2 separate regions of the Canis lupus genome follow, and region 1 is linked to region 2. Evidence: chromatin contacts called from public Hi-C data. All regions are on one chromosome and are shown on one strand. Each heading gives the region's core, a stretch centred on a gene start, on an enhancer-like site or on the middle of the called end of the contact. The rest is flanking DNA. Distances are from core to core; before and after follow the strand shown. Region 1 holds the start of ARID2 (AT-rich interactive domain-containing protein 2). Region 2 has its middle 180 kb from the start of ARID2.

Region 1 (5,860 bases), core at 1,587-4,086, 180 kb after region 2:
CCGCGGGCTCCGGCGTCTCCAAACTACCGGAAAGTCTCGCGGCACGAGTGGCGCGGCTGAGGCGGAGACGGAGGCGGCCGCTGCCGTCGCGCGTCGCCCCGGCCCCGGCCCCGGCCCCTCGCGGCGGGCCGAGCGGCGCAGGCGACGCTCCGGGACGACATGGCGGGACGGGCCGGGCCGCGCCGGAGCTGCCGAGCCGCGGCGGCGGCAAGTGCCCCGAGCAGCCGGCCGCCGCTCTCCCTTCTCCCCTTAGTTACAGTTACCCCGGCGGCTGCTGGCGCTTCCTTCGAGACAATGAAAATAGTAAAAACAAAACAAAACAAAAAGCGTGGAGGGAAGAGACGTCGCGGACATTTTCCGTCGAACGCGGAAACTCGTTTCCCCTCGGCTCCAGCCCTTGAGCAGAATCTCCAAACTCCGATTGCATCCTCAGCCGAGGTATTCCATGTTGACAGATCTCTCGCCTCCCACAAAATGGGGCCGAGGAGGCGGCCGCTGTCTCCTCTATGGGCGCCGCCATTTTGTGAGGCGGCGGCGGCGGCGCGGCGGCAGCGGCCCGGGGTGTGTGTAATGGTTGAATAGAATGACCCCCTCTAGGGAATCCCCGGCGCTGACAGTTACGTAAGGGGCTGTGCGCAAGTGCGGCGTTTAGGGAATCCGCACAGCCCCGGCCACGCAGCTCTGCGGCCCACATCTCCACCACCCCTAAGAGGACCGGTGGGGGGAAGGGACAGATGACCTGGCCTCCCTCCTACCCCGCCCCCTCCCTCCCTCCCTCCCTCCCCCCCGCCCCCCCAGCCAGCCCGGGCCCGGCTCCTCCACTCCCCCAGCCGGGTCTCCGCCTTTCCCCGGCTTCCGTGACACTCACTGGCCCTCGGGTGTCAGGAACTTCCTAGCCACAGCCTCATTCCAATCCCCGTTGAAGACACAAACTTTACTTGGGAAATAAATCCGTTTCCTAGAGTGAGCACCGGAAGCACGCTGGGCTGTATTACATAATTTTTTTTTTTTTTATTCCCCCACCACCGCCGAATAAATGTTCCCATTGGAACCACTACCTGAAATGATCATCCTCCAGACCTTTATAAGCCTGTGACCTTGGGGTTACTCGGTGACTTTGCCCGTAGTGGCCATCGCTAAAATGGGAATGAGGAGACGCCTCCCGTTACAGCGAAGCCTCATTACCATTCGTGGCGAGGAGCCGACACCCCCTTGTAAATGCAAACTTAGGTGGGAGTATTTGTTGAGCTGATTAGCCTCCCTTTAAGCAGCCTTTTTCTTATTAACCTTCAGCGTTTTCTTTTTTTTTTTTTAACACGGGGATGGCTTTTGAGACGTTTGGAAGCAAGGGGGCACCAGGTCTTGCTATGTATTTATAAGCGCATCTATCTTGAAGGCACCTTAACGCGAAAATATAAAACGTTAATTATCGTCCAAGTTCAGAAGGTTGGCTCCCGAGCCGGTTTAATTACTGTTTTTGCATAACTCAGCATAAAATAATCTAGTTTGATAGGTGAAAGCGACCAGAGAGGCAAGACGACGTGGGCATCCGTGTATTTCCAGGAGAACTAGGACACACACACACACACACACACACACACACACACACACAGTTCCCATCGTATTTGATTTCCAGTTCGCTCAAGTTAGTTTGTGGATAATTCATGGAAAATGTGCTAATCAGGCCCCAAAATACTAGCACAAGGCTCGGAAACGCCGATTCCCTTAGACCCTCAAAAAAAAAAAAAAAAAAAAAAGGACTTTATTCGGATCCGTGAAGGATGCGTAGCGGCAGGAGCTGCCCCTCGGAGCTTCCCTTGCCCGCCGAGCGCCAGGCCGGTGCTGGGTGCTGCGGGGCCGGCGGGGACCCCGGGGCGGCCCTGGCAACAGCCGGGCCGGGGACGCGAACATCGCCTCCACCCCTAACCCTGGAACAACCGGTAGTGGCCGTTTCCCCGCGCCGCCCCCCTTTCCGCCGGCTTTGTGTGCGTGTGAAATGTGCGGCACATTGCAGATGAACCCTAAGCCCGGCGAGCCGAGTCTATTGTTCCCCGCGAGGAGCTGCCGGGGCGGTGTGGAGCCGGGCGCAGTGCCGCGGCCGGCCCTCGGGGGTCGCTGTGCGGCGCTGGCTGCCCGGCCGTGGCGGCGGCGGCGGCGGCGGCGGCGGCGGCGCTGGCGGCGGCGGCAGAGAGCGAGGCTGGCGGGGAAGGAAGCGGGCGGGCGGCGCGCAGCGGCTCGGCCGCCGCCGGTGCTTTCTGCCCGGGGACGCCCCGGCCGCCGCGGCCCAGGCCGCGCGTGAATGTGTGCGAGGGCCCCGCGGAGCCGCGGCCGGAATACACGCTGTCACCCCTCTCTCCACAAACCACCACACAGACCTCCCCCTCCCCACCCCCAGCCCCGCCTGCCCCAGCCCCGCCGCCGCCGCCGCCGCCGCCGCCGAAACTCCGGGCCTCCGGCCGCTCACCGTCGGCTCGCCCGGCCCCTCGCCCGCCCGCGCGCCCCCGGCAGCAGCCCCATGTTGAATCGCGTCCGCAGGCCGAGCCGCCTGGGCCGGCGGCGCTGAGAGGCGGGCGAGAGCCGGGCCGCGGGGAGGGAGGGAGGGAGGGAGGGAAGGAAGGGGTGGGGGCCGCGCTCGCCCCGCGGCTTCGCGCCGATCCGGCAGTCGCCTGCCCCTCTAGTTTCGCTCCGATTTCTTTAAACTTTTTTAGAAATTCCCCTCCCTCCTTCCCTCCTCTCCCCCCGGCCTCCGGCTCCCTCCTTCCCCTCCTCCTCCTCCTCCTCCCCCTCCCTCCCTCCCTCCCTGCGCCGCCGCCGCCGCCGCCGCCGCCGCCGCCGCCGCCGCCGCCGCCACCGCCGGCCCATGACTGAGCCCCGCCGCCGCCGCCGGCCGAGGAATGGGCTCCGGGCTCTGGTAGGACGCGCGGGGAGCGGGGGCCGCTTTTAAGACGCCGATCCGGGTTTTTTTTGAAACCTCCTTTGCAAAAATAATGGCAAACTCGACGGGGAAGGCGCCTCCGGACGAGCGGAGAAAGGGACTCGCTTTCCTGGACGAGCTGCGGCAGTTCCACCACAGCAGAGGGTGAGCGCAGAGCCGGGGGGGCAGCGCCGGGGCGAGCCGGGGCGAACGGGGCTCTCCCGCCCGGGCCGGGCGCGGGGTCCCGGCTGACAAGTGCGGGGCTTTCTCTCTCTCTCTCGCTCTCTCTCGCTCTCCTCTCGCTCTCCTCTCCTCTCTCTCTCTCTCTCTCTCTCTCGTCTCCTCTCCCGCAGGTCGCCTTTTAAAAAAATCCCTGCGGTGGGTGGGAAGGAGCTGGATCTTCACGGTCTCTACACCAGAGTCACTACTTTAGGCGGATTCGCGAAGGTGAGTGGAAGTTTTAATTCGTATTTCCCTCTCGCTGGCCTGCTCCGAAAAGTCTCCTTTGACCCCGGAGTGGGCGCTCGGGGCCCGGGGCGGGGGGGGCCCGGTGGCCCGCGGGGGCAAAAGGCGTTCTCGGCGCTCGCAGCCGGTGGCACGGAGGCGGCCGGGCGGCGGGGCTGTTTTTTTGGCCTGGTGGCTCGCGTGCGCGCGGCGGGGCGGCGGGGCTCGGGCGGGCGGGCGGCCCGGCGCCGGCTCGCGCCCTGCCCGCCGCCCGCCCGCCCGCCCGCCCGGCCGGCCGGCCCGGCGGGGTCCGAGCGCCGCGGCGGGGAGCGCGGGCGTGCAGGGGGCGCCCGCCCGAGCCCCGCCGCCCGGCCGAGCCCCGCCGCCCCGCGCCCGCCCGCCCGCCCGCCCGCCCGCGCGCCCGCCCGCCCGCTCGCTCGCGAGTCGGCTCCGCCGCGGCTGCCGCTCTAGCACAGGCGGAGACACAGAGACACACAGACTCTGAGAGCAGTTTTCGTGCAACTCAAAATTAGCGCGGGCAGGTTTCACATCGATAATCGGCCGCCAAATGATCCCGGCGGCCGGGGGCACAGCCTCGGCCCCGTCGCCCTCGGTTTATACGGCTAACAAAAGAAACCAGGACCTGTCTCCAAATAGCCATCTTAGGCTTCAAGGCTAGGCAGAAGCTGTAGGCCTCAAAGAAGGGCCTATGGAGATGGAGAGATGTGGGAGAGGGATCGGGAGCGGCCCCGGGCCCGGCCCCCCCCCCGGAACCCGCCGACGTCGCTGTCCGGAACAGTATTGATCCTTTTGAACTTTTTTTTTTTTTTTTTTTTAGTGTAAACGGACCGCGTTGAGATTTAAAAGGGGGCGACAGAGGGACTTGCGATTGGTTATTGTCCGGGCTTCAAAAACAAAACAAACCCACCAGTCTCCCCCACACACCCCCTCCCGGGCCCCCCGCCGCCGCCGCCCCCCCCCCCCCCAAACAAAACAAGTGCTATTAAATACAGGGCTCTCGGGTGAAAACACAGTGATTCGAGCCCCCCCCCCCCCCACACACACACTCCCTTGCTTAGTTCTCCTCACGGATCGATCCCAAACACCCACTGATGCCCGAGGTGGTGTATCCTCAGATCTCTGTAGAATGGGTATTTATTTCACGGTTAGGCTGCAGTCTCCCTGGACGGTGCACTCTCAGACAAGTGTGGCTGTGTTTTTAACAGGTTTCTGAGAAGAATCAGTGGGGAGAAATTGTTGAAGAGTTCAACTTTCCCAGAAGTTGTTCTAACGCTGCCTTTGCTTTAAAACAGTATTACTTGCGGTGAGTAGTAGTGACTCTTGCACAGTATTTGGAACTGAGGGACTCAAGGGGAGATTTGTGGGTGTTTTTTTTGTTGTTGTTGTTGTTGTTGTTTGTTTGTTTGTTTTTTGGTGGTGGTGGTAGGGATAAGCCCCCCACTCCCCCCAAACAAACCTTGCACACCAGTTTCTAAACTTGTCTTCATCTTTTCAGTCCGACAAACATCAAATATCCATAAAGTGAGGTTGTATAGGAAGGTGAAAGTTTTCCTCGCCTATTTTAGGACTGTTTACATTTTTCATACGGGATCATTACAGGTGACACCCCACCTCCCATCTTGGTAAACGTTCTTTTGTGACATTGTTATTGATTGGTTGATATCCACGGAGGGGCAGAGAGGTGATGCTTAGTAAAAGAGTTAAGATAGTTAATGAAACTTTGTATCCCCTGGGAAAATTTTTGCTTGGCTTCGGAAACTCCTTTGCCTTTTAAAATCCTCACTTTAAGATTCTCAAACAAAACAAAAATGATACCTCTTGCATGGAACCGTGTAACAGAGTAGTTTTTCAGTAGAATATTTACACACAGCATAGCATGTTTGGTGCCTTAGGTGACCAGGATTCTTTTTAGAATAAGTTCTTTGGGATTTTTGAGTGACTTAAAAACGTTCAGAAGGATTATTATATATGTAGGAAGATTAAGGATACTATGAAATGGAATACTATGATTTGGATTTTCTTTCATTCTCTCCCTCCTTTTTTGACAGTCTTTGACAAAGTAAGTTTCTTAGTTGATGTGTGGTACGCTTTAGATATTGTATTTTCTGATTAAGCTTTATTTTTTCCTTTTTCTGCTAAGAATATTTTCATATTGTAACCTATTATGAGGTCATCTTTTATTTTTAATGCTTGCTTACTCATAGAGGGTCTTTAGGTGGTGGTGGTGATTTAAAACTCAGAGGGTGCTCTTCGTATTTATTGCTGTTTAATAATGATACCATTAAGGGATATAAAAAAGGGATAGCCTTTTTTTTTTTTTTTTTTTTTTTTTAGTTAATGTACCTTCTACATAGTTTGAGTTTGGCATTTATCATTGCTCCAAATGCAATACCCAAATGTAGATATGCTGTGTTAAGTTCAGCTTTCTGAAGTAGGAAATGCGGTAATTGCCCAGGTGTACTTTCTATTGGCTATCTTAGA
Region 2 (6,265 bases), core at 2,738-5,237:
TATCCAGGTCCCAAGCTTTCCCAACCAGGGCTCTGACCTTAGCACTACAGACATGGCTTAAGAAATTAAAGGTCTCCTGGAGCTTTAAACTAAGTCCCACACTTGCTCCTCAGCTACATCCAAGCTTCCACTGAGGGGGTAGGGCCTCTGGGTAAACTCCCACAGAGAGTCCTGCCAGTTCCCCCATTTAGCCTTTAGTGGTGTATTAACAGCTCTCAGCTTTTCATTAGCTCTCTGCAGGGCATTAATACAACCTCTAAACACCAACCAAAACCATTGCCTTTATATGCATTTGTTCCTCTCTCCCCTCTGGCCCCATTGCATTTCAAATATCTGAATCATTAAGATTATTCCCATCCACCTGGGTCACCAAGAGTGAAATTTTTAGCAGTTGGGCTGCTACCGTATGGCCGAGGACTATTGGTGCCCTACATATTACATGATGATAGGCAGAAAAGAATGATGCTCCCCAACCTGATCAAAAGAAAAAAAATGTCTACATCCTAATCATCAGAACCTGTAAATATGTTTTCTTACATTATGAAAGGGACTTTGTAGATGTGATTAAGCCAAGGATCTTGGAATGGTGAGATTATCCTGAATTGCATATTGGTGGGTCCAGTGTAATGACAAGAGTCCTTATAAATGAAAGAGAGAGTTGAGTGGCAGACTCTTGGTTCCAGCTCAGGTCATGACCTCAGGTTCCTGGGTTCAACCCCATGTCCAGGTCCCTGCTTAGTGGGGAGTCTGCTTGTCTTCCTCTCTTTATGCCCCTCCCCCTACTTGCACAAGCACGCACGCTCTCTCTCTCAAATGTACAAATAAATCTTAAAAAAAAAAAAAAAAGAAAGAGGGAGATAGAAGTGTCAGAGTCAAAGAGGGATTGGAAGATGTTATGCTACCAGCTTTGAAGGTGAAGGCAGGGACTATAAGCCAGGAAGTCCGGGCAGCCCCTCGAGAATGGCAAAGGCAAGGAAGCAGACTCTCCCCTAGCACCTTCAGAAGGAACACAGCTCTGCCCGCACCTTGATTGTAGCCCAGTGAAACCCATTTTGGACGTTTAGCTTCCTTAACCTTAAGAGAATAAGTTGTTTTAAGCAACCAAACTTGTGATAATTTGTTAGAGCAGCAATAGAAAACAGTTACACACCGGGTTAGGTCTTCCTTGCCAGCAGCAAATGATCCAGCCCAACCACATCTTACTGCTTTCTCAGACATTTCCTAGTACCACCAATGACGTGTTTAAGTCCTCTGAGAAGCAGCCACCAAGACAGAATTAGAATTGCAAATAATTTACCGGAGGAAACGCTCATGGTTGTGATGCAGTTTACAGATTACAATGCAGGTCTGGCACTTGTGCAAGAAAAGACGAGAAAGGAGGATTGGATAGAAAAAAGCCTCTGGCTGCAGTATAACTTAGAGAAGTCTCATCCAGGCCACTGGAGGGCCCCACAATAAAAGCTGTCCAACCCAGGGAGCCTGTGACCTCAGCATGAGTGCTGTGGTAGATCTGAAGGTAGAGCAGCTGGTGTAACCTTCTCGAAGCAAGTTATCTTGAGGGGAGATCTAAAGAGCTCATCTGCATAGACACGTCACTCCCCTACCACCACCCAGTGCAGGCTGTGCTAATTAACCATAGGCCCCCTACTGGGGCAGAGCCTTGCCCACTGGGGTTCCCACGTGGCCAAGAAAATATCAGAGCACATGTTCTCTGCAGTGGGCGGATCCAAGAGCCAGATGGAGAGGGGCTAAGCTACACCTGCCAGGGTCCTGATCCTCAGATTCCCCAATCAGATGATTCCTTGCTCCTCAACTGTTGAAGAGAGTTTGGAGAAGCCAGGATTGCCCCCCAAATAGAACTCTCTCCATGTGGAAAAAGCATTAGAAGAGGGAGATAATGTGCCCTCCTGTCAGACTGTTGGAACAAACGACTTCCGATTTTATTGCCAGATTGCTTTCAAATAAGGTTAAAATGCCTGCCAGCAATGGTGAGACGATCGGCTTCTACTTTCGCACTAAGTACGATCTCTGTTTTCAAATTCTGCCCTTCTGATAGGTACCAGATATTTCATTTTTATTGCATCTGCATTTGCCGGACTGCTAGGAAGATGGGACATATCTTTTCATATGTCATTTGTCTTATGGTTGTGCTTTGTCCATTTCACCGTTGGGTTGTTTGGGTTTCTCTTGTTAATGTGTTCGCAGAGGCTGTGTGGATAGTGCAGCTATTAACCCCTTATCTGCTGTATGCATTGCAAATATTTTCCAGCCTATATATTTTTTGGTCATATTTTTAACTGACGTCTAGCTTACATACAGTATTATATTAGTTTCCAGTATACACCCTAGTTATTCAACATTCATATACATTAAAAAGTGATTTGAGGCCTAGTTTTATGGTATCTTAAGATAAAACATTTTAGGCTTTATAAAGTTAAATATACTTTTCTTTTATAGTTTCTGGGCCACTTCTCTTTGCTTGTTTGATCTCCCTATTCCCACATTTTAAATAGAGTCTCCTAATTTTTTTCTAAGATTTTTACTACTTTATTTTTACATTTACTGTTTTATTCATCTGAAAAAAAATTTTGTATTATTGTTTCTTTTCTTATCACAAAATAATACAGGTTCCTTGTAGACATTTTAGGAAACTTCAGATAATAAATAAGAAAACAATTCTAAATTACTCTTAATTTTCCACCTGCCAACACGCAGCCCTGTGAATGTTTCTATATCCTTTCAGTCTTTTTTTCTATGCATTGCACACAATCCATTAATTATTTTTAAAAGATTATACGATAAATTCTGTTATATAATCTGGTTTGGTTATTTACCAATACAATTAGAACAATTTTTCACATCATGAAATAATTCTCTACAACATATTTTTAATAGCACAGGAATAAACCAATAATTCCAATGTATAAATGTACTGTCATTTGTTTAATCAAATCCCTGTTTGGGGACATTCATATTGTCCTGTTTTTTTGCTAGAAAAACAATATGCTATGATGCTGCCTCTCATTTGTTAGATGACGTTTTGTACTTTGTCAAAGAACTCACTTAGTTTTGAGTATGTTTGTTCAATTTTAATAGCATCTAAAATTACCTACTTAAAAATCAGATAAGAAGAGGAAAAGAAGATCCATTTGTTTTTCTCCGGGTTGCTGTATTGAGACACCTGAACTGATTTGAAGCTACCATAAAAAAAAAACTGCAATTGATGGGTTTAGAAATTATGTTTCTAAAGAGCATCAACTAGAAAGAGTTCAGAATTGAAGAGTTCAGAAGTTAAAAAATAAACAATAAAGAGAGCACAGACAAAACCACCAGATGGTAGGATTAGAAAATCCTGAAGCACCAACAGCCAGGTGAAGGATCAATAGGGTAACAATGCCAGTTCTATTAATACCACCACCACCTACACACCAAGAAGCCTTGCCTCCAAGCTCTTTTGGAAAGAGACAGACATAAATCAATAAACATTCCATTTTGGATTTTACTAGACTCTCAAGACAAAAAAAAAAAAAATGAGTAGTAGAAAGTATAAGGATGAGTAGAAAAAAAATTATGAGCACAGAATATATTTTAGTTAAAATATAATTTTAATTTTAAATAAATCTGAATATTTGAAAAAATAATCTAAGTGGAACAAAAGCGTGTACGTTTGTCTGCCATCAAACATATTTCTATTTACGAAATACGACTTGCAATTTGGAGATTTCTCTGTCATGGTTGCCTTCCATAATGAACTCTATCCTAAACAAGAAAATATAAAGAAATATATTATTGAACTGTATACAATGAACCACAGAATGCAAAGTTAGAAGAGAATTTACAACTCAACTAGTCTGACTCTAGCATATACTACTGGGGAAGCTGAGGCCAGAAAAAGAGAAGTAATTTGCTAAAGATCAGACGTCAGTGACCAGCTGAGCCAGGAAATGCAGATCTCCTGCCTCTTAGCACAAGGTGCCCACCACAAAAACATCACAAATCAAGAACATGGTTATACTTGTTCATGTGCCTTGTGGTCATGACTTACACATCAAGGCAGGGAGGTAGCAAGATAAAATCTACATATAGATGTGTAACCACAATCATTTGAGCACTGCTTAAACAGCTAGCTATTAGTCCTCTGGCTGTCCTATGCCTTCAACGTTCACACGGGAAGCTCTCTAAAAAGGAGATAACAGACGAAGTCAGGAGAGGAGCTCCCGCCACAGCACCAGTTTCCTGGGACAGCACTACAGCCTGCCATTTTCCTGGTGCCAACATTGAAGGAGTGGCCTGATTGGCTCTTTCTTCAATGCATGTCCCCAGGGTAGGAGACCCTTAAACGCTATTCTTCTGAGGGAATTTTACAGTTAACAGCCAAGTGGAAAATGTTCAACACAATTAGATCTAACACCTTCTGAGTAGCAAATTAAAAATACATGACATTAAAAAGGACATTTTGGGGTTTTATTTTTTTAAGCTTAAGGTTAAAAAAACTTAGAAAGGAGAAAAGTACGTTTAGCCTGGAGCAAAAATTCTTGACTTTTCTCTGACACAACACATGTCCCATCTATAACAGTCACAACAGGGTATGAGTTTCTGCACAGAATGTGGTTTGCTGGATATAACTTCACCCTGTCTCCATACTGCTACTGATAAAACACCATAATTAGTTAATGATGAGATGAGCACTGGGTGTTATATGTTGGCAAATTGAATTTAAATTTTAAAAAAAGAAATAGGGAAAAATTCCAATAAAGAAGAGAAATAAGTAAAGGCAAAAAAAAAAAAAAAAAAAAACAACCCACCCACCATAATCGGGATAATATTTGGATATTTTAGAATAAAGTCTGGCACAGGAGTCTGGATCCTCCTTAATTCAGAAGCTGAAGCTGTTTGGACTGTGTTTATAATATGCATTTATTGTTAGTAGTGATAATAAAAATGGCCAAAATTATTCTAATTGGGAATTAACTGCACACAACTGTAATTTTTTAATAATAATAACAACCATAGTAATGGTAGTTACATGGAGAAAATATTTTCTCAAATGCTTACAACAGAGCCTGGCATACAGAATGCTCAATAAAGTTTAGAGGATATTATGGTTGTTGTTGAAGACAACTATCAACTACAATTACATGTAAATATTTCAAAACCAGGATAATCTATAGCATAAAAGCAGAATTTCATGTAGCAGGTGCCTCTGGTATCCCTATAACATGTTCTCTGCCCATCTCTAATATCAGCTATGGCTACAATGGACAGTTAAATGCAAGCTCTCCTACCTCACACTACCAGTGGAGATACTAATGCAAATGGGGTATTGCATTAAGCATTCTGCACCACACCTTGGAGTTTACTCACCTGGATATGCAAGGCAAGCCTGGAAGCACAGAAAAGGAAAAGCTTGTAAAGAAACTCTCAATTTATGGGGGGCAGGAGCCACTGTATTCAGGACAACTCCAGGGGTGAGCTACTCAGGTGATCTCAGTAGAACTGCCCTCCCCATAGTAACTGTTCCCAGCAGATTACTCCTCCCCTCTCCTATTCCCCTGACACCCTCACTCTTTCTTCCTGGGACCACCTCCCAAGTTAACCACCTGTACCCAAATCCTTGTCTCAGGCTCTGCTTTTAAGAGAACCCAAATTAAAGCATTGCATTCCTCAGTCTAGGTGATTTCCAGAAATATAAACTAGAAATACTTTAGATAGGTGCTCCTCAACACACAGAAATGTCAGATTATTTTGTTTTGGAGTAGAAATATTTTAAATGGAAGAGAAAGCCTTATTAGAAAGGACCTTTTGTAAAATAAGATTCATAATATTTTATTGTGTGAAACCATAAAAAAGTTGTGGAAAATAAATTTGTATGGGCAGCCCTGGTGGCCCAGTGGTTTAGCACTGCCTTCAGCCCAGGGCGTGATCCTGGAGACCCTGGATCAAGTTCCACGCAGGGCTCCCCGCATGGAGCCTGCTTCTCCCTCTGCCTCTCTCTCTCTCTCTCTCTCTCTCTCTGTATGTCATGAATAAATAAATAAAATTTTTAAAAATTGTAAAGAATTAGAGGAGACAAAAAAGAAGAGAAAAACCAATGTTTTCAGTAGTTGACCAATATTCCCATGTTCTGCATGGATGAGCCAGGTGATCATTGGCCCTTGTTCAGTTCTTTCTGATGCAAGGCCTTAAGAACATTTATTGTGTAACTACTTGTATGTCTGATTAATTCAAGCCTGAGATCTTTGGCTGAAAGAGGTCTTGGCAAAGT

Evidence for each region. A called contact is a pair of places that touch in the nucleus more often than the background predicts.
Region 1: a contact with region 2 is called in a Hi-C map of blood, with 4 times the contacts expected there. The contact joins the promoter of ARID2 here to the enhancer-like site in region 2. A contact is called at or near these places in 2 of 9 Hi-C or Micro-C datasets (amygdala and blood).

Annotation. Positions count from the first base shown.
Region 1 is chr27:37,969,102-37,974,961 of UU_Cfam_GSD_1.0, forward strand. It overlaps ARID2 (AT-rich interactive domain-containing protein 2), which reads left to right and starts at 2,837. Exons shown (of 21, transcript XM_038577418.1): 1 at 2,837-3,079; 2 at 3,268-3,361; 3 at 4,585-4,682. The coding sequence starts at 2,988.
Region 2 is chr27:37,787,859-37,794,123 of UU_Cfam_GSD_1.0, forward strand. No RefSeq gene overlaps it. Among named protein-coding and RNA genes, the nearest start is that of ARID2, 180 kb to the right of the region's middle. Within about 2 kb of position 3,988, at least 1 of the 20 cell types and tissues checked has an H3K27ac peak or open chromatin away from gene starts, as enhancers often do. A contact at or near this core is called in blood, where this site is marked.